2 separate regions of the Rattus norvegicus genome follow, and region 1 is linked to region 2. Evidence: chromatin contacts called from public Hi-C data. All regions are on one chromosome and are shown on one strand. The core of a region is the stretch at or near the end of the contact, and the rest is flanking DNA. Distances in the headings are between cores, read along the strand shown. Region 1 holds the start of Dsg2 (desmoglein 2). Region 2 has its middle 50 kb from the start of Dsg1.

Region 1 (6,833 bases), core at 2,191-4,690, 220 kb before region 2:
GGTAAACATCTGTTTTAGCACTTCCTTTGAGGTCTGGCAAATGAACATCTATTAACTACATCAGCTCAGGATTATAGGCTAAATCCATAACATAACAATCCATAACATGAAGTTTGAGTCTTATTTAAGGCAAATTTGAGGCCTGATCAGAAAATCTCTCCACCTCTTACCTCCCAAGGCAGCCTGTCCTTAGAATGGTTTAAAAAGGTATACAGTACACTGCATTATAAGCCCACGTATGTTAAAGTTATTTTAGAATTTATGGGTTAAAAACGTTACACTAACTTCACATAGTTTGCTATCGAAACACTTAAGAGTCCACTAAAGTCTATTAGTGATACTTAAAATAAATGGTATTTTGAAATACCAAATATATTAAAATGTTGAACCATACGGTGAAAATACATGTTCTGCTAACATAGACACATCACCATAACTTAAAGAAATGGGAAATCTCAGCTAGAGAATTGTGGGAATACTCATGTGCTTAGGTCCCCTCATTTGGGAATACACATGTGCATAAGTCCCCGCATTTCTAGACCCTACTGGAACTCTGTCTGTGGCTTCATGGCAGAGGAACCCTAGATGAAGAACTCTCAGGTTTTATTCAGAAAACCTCCTGTCATTTTGACAGCGCTGGCCTAAACATAAGGGACATTAAACAGTTACTTCCTGGTGTGCTATGGAGGGGACCAAATGGAGCCAAAGACCATTAATAGCTCTTCTGAAGGCCCAGTGCTCAACTCGTGGGCTCAGCCACTATCAGCTGAGCACCTTTAACGGAAAGGTTTGGGACATAGATCTCAGTGGTTTCACAAAACCAACATATGCACGGACTTTACTGACAGAGCATCTCCAGTGCAAAACTCCAGCCTGAAATCCTGACTCCGTGGGCTCCACCAGGCTCAAGAAGCTTAGAGTCTGAGAGCACCACAGTCAGTCTTATTCAGCCTCTGGTGTTTACTCTTGTAGACCTGTGGGCGGCCAGGGGTGAGGTGCAGACATGTGTCTTCCTTTGCATTCCAGTCACTGCGCTCTCTAGACTGTGGAAGGGACACAGTGACTCCTGTCCTGTGAGCGCAGGTAAGGCTCCCTCAGCGGCTGGGACTGTGACTTTGAAATCCCAACAGTTCAGATTGGTGTAGGTTTCCCCAACCCCTTTACTCCATGTACAGTCAAGCTATAATGTTCTGAAGTAAATCCCACTTAATGTGTGTTCCTGCACGTATGCACGCACGTGCATGTGTGTTAGCGACCTGTATACTTGTGCAGGTATGGAGGCAAGAAGTTAAACTCATGGACTGCCTGCTCCATGGACTGCAACATGCACTCGGCCTTTGGAGGGTCCTAAGCCTGGAGCTTGCAAGCAGACTAGGCCAGCCAGCCATGAAGCCCCAGGGAGTCTGCCTGCTCGCACTGGGATTAGAAGGTGCACCTGTACATGAGCAGCTTTAGGTGGGTTGTGGGACTCGATCTCAGGTCCTCCTGCCTGCGGGGCAAACATTTCAGCAGCTGAGCTCTCTAGTCCTGGATCTTTTTAACCCCTTCTGGAACAGGCTGGAGTAAATGCTGTGATTTGGGACTGGACCGACCAAACTGGCTACAATTTACATTCCTTCCGGTGAAGGTCCCACCGTTTCCCATCCTTTATACAAACGCCGCAGTGAACCTCGCACAAACTGGGAACAGAACGCTGAAAAGCCTACTCTTCTCAATGGGTCGCCACACCCTTTCAGATTGTGTCAGGAAGAGCACTACACAGGTACACAGAGAGTCGCCTGAGATCCTGCGCCTTTTCAGAGTAGCCCATACCGTCTAATTAAGTAAACGCAGACGTAAAATGCTAAAACGGAAAGCCTAAACTCGCCGTTCCTAGCCTGAATTCGCTCTGTTTGCTATACATGTGGAAATTAAAGGGAGTTTCTTTTTTTACAAGGAAAGAATTCATACTGAGCCTTCTAGGTGAGCCCAAAGGCTATTGGCTTTAGGTGGGAAGCAGCAAGAGGAGGGGATGAAGTTAATCCTCAGGTCGAAAACAAAGCCCAAGATTAGGTCATAGAAATATCTCATGAAAAATGACCTCAGCAACATTGGCGGAGCAAAACCAAACAGCATGAAACAGGCTGCACCAGCGGCCTGTAGTTCCTTGTTACCAAGCTGACTGTGGAAAGGGAGTTCAGGGAAATCTTTTGTTGAATTTACTCATTTTCCTTCTGTGTTTCCTTAAAACAACAAGGGCAACAACAAACCTATTGTTTTTCTCCACCGGTACCACACCACTCAGGATCCCATTCCTCTCTCTCCTACTGTAACTCCTCTCTGTCTGTCTGTCTTTCTCTCCTCTCCCACAGCCACAGCTCTAAATGTTTAGAGGAAGAACTTCCAGTAGAGTGAATACAATTACTTCTTAAATTTCAATCATGATGTAAGAAAATAGGGTATCATTTTGTGTCTAATATCTCTGAACCTATTGGTGAAGTCTCTGAGATATGATCCCACAATTTACCAAAACCTAGTTGGCAAATCTCGGTAAGTCACAGGCATTCATTCCTAAATTATATGCAATTTCGTTAGCAAGCAAGCAAGCAAACAAACAAACAAACACGGCCACTTAAAATCCAAGTAAAGCATAGAAACCAAACGTACGAAAGAAATCTAGACCTTGGGTCTGAACCTCTCGTGTGGAAAACCCTTTCTTTCAAATAGGCCATTCCTTTGATGAGAGTGACTTCGCTTTCCTTCTAAATTATAAAACCTATTACATACATTCATTTAAATACCGGGAAAGTACTATCAGCTCAGGAGGGTAACCAAGGTACTTTTAAGAGTAGAACTTTAAACTCTGTAAACAATACTTTTAGAGTAGGCATTTTTAGTTGTCATTATTCACTCTAGGAACTCGGGTGCTTCCTGGTTTCCCGGTTCACTGACTATCGGTAGCTGGAGGAGCTGGAGGCTGCGGGAACTTTAGCGAACTTGCAAGAGGGTGCGCGTGGGGCTTCCCACTGCCTCCATGTTTCTCAGAAGGCTCCAAACAAAGCCTTGGGCCCCTAGGAAGAGGGTTCCTTGCAAGGGGCTCACCGCACTCACAGATCCCAGTTAGGAAAGGTCACTGGGACCTGAGTGTGACGGTCACAGGGAGAGAGTGATTGAGCGCGCGCCCACCCTGCTCGCCCGCCCTATGTTGGGCCCTGCGCTGTCCCACTGCGGGGACAGCGGTGCCTTCTTGGCTAGGGCGCGGGGGTCACTGCACTTACCACCGCCAGCAGCTGCAACAGCAGCAGTAGGGTGCACCGGCCGCTCGGGCTCCGCGCCATCGCCTCGCTTCGCCGCGCCCTTGCCGCCGGGCCTTGCCAGAGTCCCGCCGATCCTCCGGGCCAGGTCTCTCCCGGGGCCGCCCTTCTCCGCCTCCGCCCGGCCCGGGGTGCGGTTCCAGGTGTGGCCGGGTCAGAAAGGGTAGCCGGGAGCCGGGCCGCAGTCTGGATGGAGGAGGGGAAAGCGCTCGCTCTGCCAGGAGGTGCGAGGCAGTTCCCGCCCTCCGCACCTGGGGCCGGTGACGTCCCCCGCAGGGGACCTTGGGTGGCTGGCCCCGCCCCGACGTGTCCCCTCCTCCTCCGGGATCACCTCCCTTGCAGAGCTTTCTAGACACTGTCCAGACCCCAAGACAGAGGATCTAAGGAGCAGGACTCGACCCACGATCACAAGGCTGCGGTGATAAAGGGCTGGGGGTTATGGGAATAAGCACAGGTGGACGACGTGGAGACACGCGGGCCACGTGGCGTGGGGCCTGCTGTTGTGAGCGTGGCTTCAGTAGTGTCTCTTTTAAAGGCCTCTCACCTGGTCTCTGTGGCCCTATTCGGCCGGTTTGCAACTTTTCTGGCTCTGTGAGGAGAGCGTAGAAGACTCACAGTAGGGCAAAAGAGACAGGTCTTTGATCTGTTGAACGAGATTAGTGACTACCCAGCATTGGATTACTGTACGAATAAAATTAGAAAATTCATATGCAGTGGCCAGCTCTTAAGGACTCAGTGATAGTTGTTGAAATTAAAACAATATTTTTGCAAGAGTGAGTAAGCGTTAAATTGAGCTCTGTTGTTGTTCTTATTTAGACATAATCTTGCTTGTGAACCCAGGCTGTCCTCACACTTGAGATCCTCCTGCCTCATCCTCCTTGCCTAGTTCTGTGATCACTGGTGTGTTACCAGGCCTGGTTAAACGAAGTCTTGGAGAGCAGAAACTGAAGGTGGGTGTCCGCACAGATTGGAAAAGTCCCTGTTGCATGTAAAAAGCAAAGTATTATGGAAAACACTCAGGCAAATGTTCAACATATGTGAATATTCATGTTAGTTATCTGCACACATACATTTGGAACGAACACAGCAAATAACGGTGTTTGCCGTAATCTTTAGCTAGTGGGAGGGTGGTCTTTGTAAGTTTTAATTCTCATATCCTATTAACATTTCTGCTTATTTCTGGCTGCTGTTGTGGTAGTGGAAGGCTCTATGCCAAGAGGGCTTACAGGAAACAGACCAATTTGTCACGAAATTTAGCTGGACTAACTGAGTCATGTCTCAGTTTCAAGCTGACATATTTTTACAGTTCAGCACCATCATCTCTAAGCCCCTTTCTCCCCGAGTCTGCAATAGCATATCCTCTCATTTACAGTTTAGTCGCTGGCCATCTTTCTCTGTTCCTTATATGGTGGCTGGTTGGTATAGGAGTTGGGGACTAGGCTGAGCGACTCAAGATGCTGCTTGTGCCGTGGATGGGCCCACTCTGCTCAGTCCCACAGCTACTGCAGAGGGAAGATTGTCTTTCGCTTTTACCCCTTCCCCTTGGACTAGACGTGTGCGCTAGCATAGCCCAATTGGCAATTCTCACTCCTCACAACGCTGGAAGAACTCCTAATTCAGGACAGCAGGATTTACCAAGATGTGTTTGCAAACCTTCCCAGGAAGCTTTTTCTACACCCCGCCTAAGAGTGCTCTCGCCTTTGAGTCCTGAAGACACCCATTTTACGCTTCATCATCGAGACTGCGGGAGCGGTTTCGTAATGAAGATAATTGTAGCTTCCAGCGTAAGAAATAGCTAATAAGATTTTATTTCTGTTGAATTATTGAGCAGCCTCTGGGGACTGTCAGCTTCAGGCAGTATTCCTTCTAGAAGGCGTCTGTCCCAGGATTTGAGCAAAGGTGTCAGTCAGTGCCTCCACCACATGACATCATCAGATTTCATCCTTGTATAATTAATTTTCACTTTGCCAACTTTGAGCATAGGGCAGGTGAAGGGACTTTCTGAGGATCAGATAATTCCTATCTGCCTCCTTTGCCCCGGATTTTTTCATGCTGGGATGAGGTTAAACTTATTTAATAAATCTGCATATAAAACCAAATGTGGTCCTTTCCAGTGAAGCAGTAAAGGTAGTTTTGCTGTAAGTGGAAACATTGGTAAGAGGTGACCATTTTAAGGTCCAGGCTCCCCACCTAAAGCAGCTTAAGACTAGGATACCCACATTGTTTTTCTTTAGATGCCTACAGCAATGTTAGTTCAAGACATTTTGTTCAAATAACTGTATTCAAAGATATTAGAGTTGGGATGGAGAAGCGGTTTGGTGGTAAGATTGCTTGTGGTTCCTGAAGAGGACCTGAGTCTGTTTCACCACCATTTTTAACTCCAACTCCCAAAGTCCATCTCACTCTACTGAACCCTGCCCCCTGTTCACCGACAGACAAAGATGTGTCTCCGACTTGTTTCCACCCCTCTAGAGCAAGTGTGCTCATTCCTCACATGTGTGTTGTAGTGAATGGTGGCCTTGTCACTTGGCCACCCAAGCCAGATCTGAGGTATCATCCTCAAGCTCCCATTTTCAGGTCTTTCCATGTTCTCTATAGTTATACTCATGAGGACTCGCATGCGTGGTCTGTAGTAGCAAGCAGTGTGATTTGTAGGTATTTCATCCCGGTCAACTGCTGTACCCATTGCTCTGTCTCAAGACTGTAAGTTCCATATACGTGAGGACCATTTGATATTCATGGTGGGCTCAGCCCTAGTCTCAGGTTCATACTGGATGATCAATAAACACTTGTTGTACCAAACCTACATACCAGAAGGAATTAATTATAAGTGAAAAGTGAGTATTATGGAGGAAAATGTTTTGAATATTCACTGTGAAATATTTGATAGATCTAGTGGGAAAATGCTGGGCTGCGATGTGTGTTTCTTGTGTGTGTGTGTGTGTGTGTGTGTGTGTGTGTGAGAGAGAGAGAGAGAGAGAGAGAGAGAGAGTATTCACACGCAAATGCATGTGATTTGTGTATGTGCGTTCCCTTAGTAACCCTGCAGCCAAACACAGATAGCAGGTGTGAGTCAGGCTGTGGAGCATCCCGGCCGATGGTTAAGAGATTTAAGTATCCAGTGGGTATGTGGAACTGAGTGTGGCTGGGAGGGAAGAGGTAGGGTGAAGCTGGAAGAGTCCAGGAGCCAACTGAGGACAGAGTTCAACACCCTGAAGGTAGAGAAATTAAACAGAATTACCCTTCCCCTCAGTTCTAGAGAAGGAGCCATGCCCTGTTCACTGAAGGCCAAGGTATGAGCGTCAGGCATTGACAGCTGGATCGTGAAGTGTCTGAATTCTCTAGTTTGTTGGACAACAGCCAAATGCTGGTTAGGGAGAGAGAAGAAAACACTGATAGGCTAAGGAATGGCTCGCAATGGCTAGCTGGGCAAGTACCAGCCTTTCTGAGGTACAGTCACAGAGTGGTGAAGCCAGCAGGGTGTGTGCACTGAGACAGCACTCAGAGGAACCAGCACACTAGTGGTAAACAGTCCCTGCA
Region 2 (7,494 bases), core at 3,135-5,634:
CACCAGCACTTCCTTTGGTCCTCAGTACTGAACAAAGTAGACAGAATCCTGTGGCAGAGGAGCCGGAGAGATGGGTCAGTGCTTAAGAGCACTGGATGCTTTCCCAGAGAACCTGGGTTCAACTCCCAGCACCCACATAGTGGCTCACAACCATCTGTAACTCCAGTCCCAAGGAATCTGACTTCTTGTGGCCATCTTAGGTACTGCATGCATGTGGTACACATACATGAATGCAGGCAGAACACCCATATGTATAAAATAAGGGGGGGAAATGCACCCTTCTTGCACAAGCCACATGACGAAATCTCTAGCCTCAGCAGTGACTATGGACCTTCGATGGGGTGTTCCTCACTTAGCTCTGTTGGGATCTCTCCTGAGATGAGTGGCATCCTGACTAACCACCAACAGCAGCATGGGGCTTCCTGGTGTTTATGATATGGGCGCTGTAGGAAAAGCTCCCCATCTTACTCTACAGTATTGGCTTGCTTGTGAAAACATTCCATTTTCTTGTCATGAGGACCCAACCTATCCCATTCTTCTAAATCGAACAGATCTCCCACACAGAAGCTTCCTCCAGGCATTCGGGGAAGTTCAAGCCATCTTCCAGGCCAAAGACAATACCCAGTTCTAGGTCCAGAATGGCAATAAACTATGCAAGAAGTTTTGTGCCATGACATTAGAATTCTTTCTAAACTGTAGTATGAATATTTATCTACAAAAGAAAGAGCTAACCTGTGATGAAGAACAGTAAGAGTCTATAGAAAAATATATATTCATTTTGCAAGGGTAGAGATAAAAGAGACAGAGACGGGAGGGAAAAAAAGAACTTCATGTAGGAAATAACACAAATTGGGATTTTAAAGCTTGCTAATGAGGGTCATAAATTCCAGTAAAGATGCTATCTGTGCAGACTAAAAAGCACAACGGCATCTGATATTTTACTGGGTGAAAACTGTGTTGACTTTAGTCAACAAACAGCTCTTCATCTAAAAACACACACTAAGCAAAAAGTCCTATTTGGTGATGCTGATCACCGAAAGAATTATTCTTTGACTCTGTGCTCAGTAGGGTGTGGAAGGACAATTTTCTCTGATGGCTGCATGTTTGGCCAAGAGCCACAGTGAACACCCATGAGCGCTCAAAACAATTAGAAAGGACTCATTCTGAATCAGCAGGTGTCCATGAATAGGGGGATTTATTAATTTGCCCTGATTGAAAAAATGCTTAAAACACAGGCTTGGAACTGGAAAAGCCAGTGAGCAAGAGAGAACACAACTATGTCAATTAAATGTCCAAGGACTCCAGAACATGTAGATATTCACAGGAAGTTTAGTTGATTAATACTGTGTGGAATTTTTAAAAGCTACTTTAAAAGTTTGATAAATTTTTACTTTATATTTAACTATTATTTTTTATAATTTTTCATGTACAACTTTTAAATCTCAAGTGAAGTCTTAAAATTTTAAGTAAAAATTTTTAAATTATAAGTAAAATCTAATTACATTTTTCCACTTCTCTTTCCTTCCTCCAGTCCCACCCATGTTTCCTCTGACTCCCTGTCAAATTGATGGCCTCCTTTTTCTTTGATTATAATTGCTCTATGTATCTTTATCTCTCTCTATGTAAGCGCACATAAATTCAGCGTGGTGACTCCATTTGGAGTTGCTCGTTTGAATATGACTTCAGGACTGACCACATTGTATTGGAGAACCCGTTAGAGTGTTTATTCTAATAACCTAATTCTTTCTCTCTGCAGTCCTTAGTTGTCTGGAGTTCTTTGTCTGGAATTGAGAGCCCCGAGGTTTCCCCTTTGCTTGGTGTATCCATTGGTGTTGTCCTGGTTCAGTCAGCCATACCGTTGAGATATATTTTATCACACAAACTGGGCTTTGTAAAAATATAGAAATACACAACTCAGAAATATTGGACCTGTTTGGTATTCATTCAGGATGCCTTTTCCTTGAGAGACTTTTTTTTTTAAGTTTTCAATTTGAACTAAAACACCACATAAATACCCAGAAAAGATGGCCTATTTTACAATAAATAAATCTTGAGGGCTGGACTGATGGCTCAGCAGGTAAGAGCAGCATAAATATAAGCTGCTCTTCAGTGGACCAGCACCCACATGGGAGTTCATAGTCATCTGTAATTCCAGTGTCAGGAGATCCAGTCATTAAACATGCACATGGTACATGTACAGGGGAACTCATACACATAAAATAAAATCATTCAAAAATTCAAAAGATATAGCTTTCTTACATAATTTTTATTAAGTTAAAAATTTCCATGGAAACACTGGAGTATATACTGACTTTCTTTTATACACCAGTACTCCCAAGTTGTGGTACTGTATGTAGCCATGTGACATAGATATGGGCCATTCATTCGTTTTTAGAATTGTGATCAAGGGGTCAGGCCCTCTGCATCTCTTTGTGGGGAATAGTTTTACACATAGCTTTGAGGGAGAGCTCAAACAACAACCCAGGTGTTGCTATTTATTTCACAAGTGCGATTAGCGACAAGTGTTTCCACCGGCATCCATAGAGCCTCGGCCTATTGTTTCAACTAATAATCATCTGGCCAATACTGGAAGCTGATGAGGTTACAGTGTATGGCTGAAAGCTATGTTTCTTGTAGTGACTTTGAGTTCCTTGATTTCGAAAACATTTTAGTGGCAAATTGTGGAAATGAAAACCTCCTAGATTTTCTTTCTTTAAAAAAGTTTTACCGTCACTAATTTATTTCCAGAATTTGCCCTCTTTCCACGATGTAAAAGTATGTCTTGAAGTCACTGAATGACATTATCATACTAGAAACTAATGTCTGGCGGAAAAGTGTGCCGCATATCCAAAGTCTGGTAGACAAAGAGAAAGCTATGTGAAAAAGTTTGATTACAGCTGTGGAGCACGCTGGAAATCATTGTTGACTGGACCATCTGCTCTTGTTTCCTGCAAACACACACACACACACACACACACACACACACACACACACACACACACACCATTTAAATAATCACATATCTATTTTTCTCACCTAGAAAATGAGAGAAAGCCAGCAACCAACATCTACTCATTAGACAGGGATAACGATCAGGAGGGAATTCTCTGAATACTCACTATGCATGTTAAACTTGTCTTCCGAGTCTGCAGTTAGATTTTACTTCAGGATTTAGGCATAATAAGTACAGTTTTTGTCATTTGGAAATTTTCCTGAAATGTATTCTGCACATCTATTTATCTGTTTCCGACTCAGTTCACTTCTTACCCACCAGGCTCTCTGAGCGGCCACGTGATCCCAAGACCACGCCCCGACTTCCCACAATCACTCAGCAGCAGCTAGGTCTGGCCCTTCTCTAGCCTTTTCTACTTGTACAGACCTCAAAAGCATACTTCCTCCCCCAGATTGAGGGCTTGTGTCATTCCTTCACTGACATCCATTTCTTCTCCCCCTTTCTTCTTGAAAACTCTGCCTTACTGTAAAGCGTCTCTGTATACCATTTCTCTGAGGCCCCAGCTCCACATTCCAAGTCCATCACCAACTCATTTCCTACAGAAAACTGTCTTCTCCTGCTTTATTTTGTTATAATTGTGTGTTTGTGTATGGACAAACATATGTATGAGGGTGACTCTGTATGTGAGTGTGTGTGCGCACGTGTGTGTGAGTGTGCATGTGCATGTGTGTGTGTGTGTAGACCAGAGGTAAACTTCAAGTGTACTTACCAGTTACCATCAGCTAACTCTCTCTCTCTCTCTCTCTCTCTCTGCCTTTCTGTCTGTCTCTTTCTCCCTCTGTTTTTTCTGTCTTTGTCTCTCCCTCTCTCTCTTGTCCAGTGCTGAGGGAGAGACAGGTAGATTCCTAGGGCTGGTAGATTCCAGCCGGGCTTGCCTACTTGCTAAACGAGGAGACCTTGTCTCAAAAATGAAATAAAATAAATTAAAATAATACTAGAGGTTGACTTACAGGCACATTCATGTGCAGGTGTGCCTACATAGACAAAGCCACCAAACACATATGTACACATGCACACACATGAATGGACATACAAACTTAGGGACAGACCTCACATAATTTGCTTTTATAAAGAATGTTTGGGGCCATCTTAGAACTGCTCAGGGAGTGGGCCAGCAAACATATTTTAGGGCTAATAAGCTCAAGACTGTGCCTACGAGTACCTGTGGGACTCCTCTCTCTCCTGAAGAGTAATTCTAAGCATGGCTTCCTAGAGTGTGAAGAACACAGTCACGTTTGGTAGCCAGCAGTCACCGGAGAACCTGGTGGTAAGCACATGCTTCCTGTCTCTGGCTGCTGGACTGACTGTGGGAGTGGAATTTCTTTGACAGCACAGGCTGACTCACCCAGGTCAAGTGTGGTGACATGCTTAAGACAACAGACCATTACCCACAAATGGTGGGAACTAAGTTTCCATTGTCCTCTTGCCCCACTTGTCCTGGAAGTGCACAGAGCTGAGTCATTCTAATGGGGAGCTTGAGACTGGGTAATGGAGGGGTGATACCTTTGGTGATCCCAGCCTGATAAACCTCTGGTCAACGAATAAGGAAAGCACGCTTGGGGAAGCTCTGCCTCTCCTCTCTCTCTTTTTCCATTGGAAAAGAACTGAGTGGATTCCTTTTATTTCAAAGGAGGGATCAGGACACACAGAAGCTCAGCTTCAATGCAAGCTTGAACATTTCCAGGTGGCTGAACACACAATTCTGTGCTGTCCGCGGACGGCTGCGCAGTTCTGCGTTTGAGCACCGGGGACTCCTTTGCTGCTGGGCACGGGTCACTGATGATCATACCCTGCAAGACTGCGATGAGCTAAAAGAAGTGGTGTTTGGAGATGAACGCATCTCCGCGTCAGTGATGATTGAGTTTTGTGTTGTCCTTTCAGGCACACTGTAAAATGCGTTTGCTGGGGCTCATTGTTTACTTGACCTGGTTTGTGTCAGCGCCCGGATCCTCTCAGCAATCTGGGACTTCCTGTCTGTGGACTCTAAGGCTTCCCCACTTGGCAGATGATCTCAGACCAACCCTCCTGTCCAGCTAAACATTCTGCTTCTTTCTCGAGGTTATAGCCTCAGCGAACATTTTCCCTCTAGTTTTTAGGTCATTCTCTTACCTTAGGGTTGTTTTCAACATTATAAACCTAATTCTCTCTCCTTTGCTTTCTCCCATTTGCCCACGTCACTCAGTTTTTCTCTGGGGCAATAATTGATTACGTAGGTCCTTCCAGTGTTTCTCAAACCCGAGCTTCCGGTTCTGCCATTCTTTTTGGCTTTCCCACACCGTACCAGCCAGGCCTGCTTCTGTTTACGCTACCGTGTCCCATGTCTTTCACATCGTCGTCTTTTCCTTAAGCCTTCCATTCTTCATAGTCATCCTGCAGACTAGAACCTAGCAGGTGGCTTCCTTCCCACACACCCTTGTCTAAAATCCGCTTCCGTGATTGTGGTGATTTGTTTATATAAAAGGGAGGACTTTTTTTTTTAAGTTTTAAATGTATAAGCCTCAAGTGTGAAAAATAAAAAAATCAGATATTAGATGAGTGATTTGGTTAATTTCCGTTTTTAATGGATAAATCAATCACACAGAACTTGTCTCTGTGTTCTGTTGTCTGCGTAGTTATTTGGGTGAATTGTGACTTCAGTGCCACACAGTCGGCTACAGATGTCCAGATATGGGGTCTGGGTTACTGATGCTTCGGTGACTTCTCATCCAGTTATGGCGGAGCAGTTATAGTTCGCACCCAGACTTGGGAACTACACCAGGAGAATCTCCAATATCTGCTAAGCTGACAGAGCAGACATGGCGAAAGCTAAATACATAGAAAGAAGGAAAGGAAGCAAGAAGGGAGGGAAGAGGGAGGAGAGAGGGAGGTAATATTTAGAAAAGGGAAGCAAAGAAATGGGATGAATGAGATGCAATGGAGAAAAGAAAAATCCTTGCAGGGAAAAGCTTTAAAATATAATTCCAGAACGCTGTATGTGCTGCCTGCATCATGGAGCCTTTCTCTGAGCTGAGACGCATGAGCAACTGTGGATTGGTTTTCTGACTTCCAAGATGTGTGTGCATGAAGTGCCCTGTCTCCGAAGCTGTGTCACAAGCAGCTATAATGTCCTCCCAGGAAATGGAAGTCATATTTGTTACATACATGATGACAACTGGGTGTTAAAATTTAGTTTGGAGGTCATCAAAAATTCCAGAATTTGGCTCTGTGCACTTTGGTTGTGGGATATGTGGTGAGGACCCATAAGCTGTGGGGCCACACACGTCAGCTCAGGGACAGCTGCTCAGCTGTGGACAACCTAGAAAAGGGGGCAGTGAGGAACTGAAGTCTGGGTTCTCAGAATGCTGTGAGTGCAGGGATATTTAGATGGTTTGTTTGGACAACATGAAGTACCTGTTTCACTTGTCCCAGACATTCTGAATACACTTCCTTAAGAGGAATTTGATTTCAGGTAAGGTCTTGAATCAGGGATGACAATGATGGCTGTCACAGTAGTGAGTACACTGTGGTCACTGTGGTCACCATCACAGAAGTGAGTACACACTGTGGTCACCATCACAGAAGTGAGTACACACTGTGGTCACCATCACAGTAGTGAGTACACACTGTGGTCACCATCACAGTAGTGAGTACATACTGTGGTCACCATCACAGTAGTGAGTACACACTGTGGTCACCATCACAGTAGTGAGTACACACTGTGGTCACCATCACAGTAGTGAGTACACTGTGGTCATTGTGGTCACCATCACAGAAGTGAGTACACACTGTGGTCACCGTCACAGAAGTGAGTACACACTGTGGTCACTGTGGTCACCATCACAGAAGTGAGTACACACACTGTGGTCACCATCACAGTAGTGAGTACACACTGTGGTCACCATCATAAAAGTGAGTACACTGTGGTCACCATCACAGAAGTGAGTACACACTGTGGTCACTGTGGTCACCATCACAGAAGTGAGTACACACTGTGGTCACTGTGGTCACCATCACAGTAGTGAGTACACGGTGGTCACCATCAGAGAAGTGAGTACACTGTGGTCACCATCACAGAAGTGAGTACACCGTGATTAGGTCATTTCCCTTTGAGGTCAGTAATAGCAGCCACAAGACGGGCTAGTGCATTGTGATTTTAAAGGACATGAACATGCAGGACTTGATTGGCAGATTAGAAGACACCATGGCTTTATGGAAGCCATGTTGTGAAGAGAACCAAATGCAGAAGAAGTGGGTGAGGGAAGAATGGAAGAATCGCTATTTAAATTTATTTAAATGTATTCAAGTTAGGATTTGTTTCCGATTCACAGGGCCACTCTTAGTTTTGGTGATCAAGATCCTAGTATTTAGCACTAGGGTTTAATCAATATTGTGAAAAATTTATAGAAAAGATGACATTTAAATTATTTTCCTCTCATTAAATGTTTCAAAGAGGAAGTAGGGATGGACACCAGGCACATTCTGACTTAACGTTTGTGTTTAGG

Evidence for each region. A called contact is a pair of places that touch in the nucleus more often than the background predicts.
Region 1: a contact with region 2 is called in a Hi-C map of the A7r5 cell line, with 3 times the contacts expected there. The contact joins the promoter of Dsg2 here to the enhancer-like site in region 2. A contact is called at or near these places in 2 of 12 Hi-C or Micro-C datasets (the A7r5 cell line and kidney).

What each region holds. Positions count from the first base shown.
Region 1 is chr18:12,117,894-12,124,726 of GRCr8, reverse strand. It overlaps Dsg2 (desmoglein 2), which reads right to left and starts at 3,440. Exons shown (of 15, transcript NM_001427278.1): 1 at 3,258-3,440. The coding sequence starts at 3,317.
Region 2 is chr18:11,894,236-11,901,729 of GRCr8, reverse strand. No RefSeq gene overlaps it. Among named protein-coding and RNA genes, the nearest start is that of Dsg1, 50 kb to the left of the region's middle. Within about 2 kb of position 4,384, at least 5 of the 93 cell types and tissues checked have an H3K27ac peak or open chromatin away from gene starts, as enhancers often do. A contact at or near this core is called in the A7r5 cell line, where this site is marked.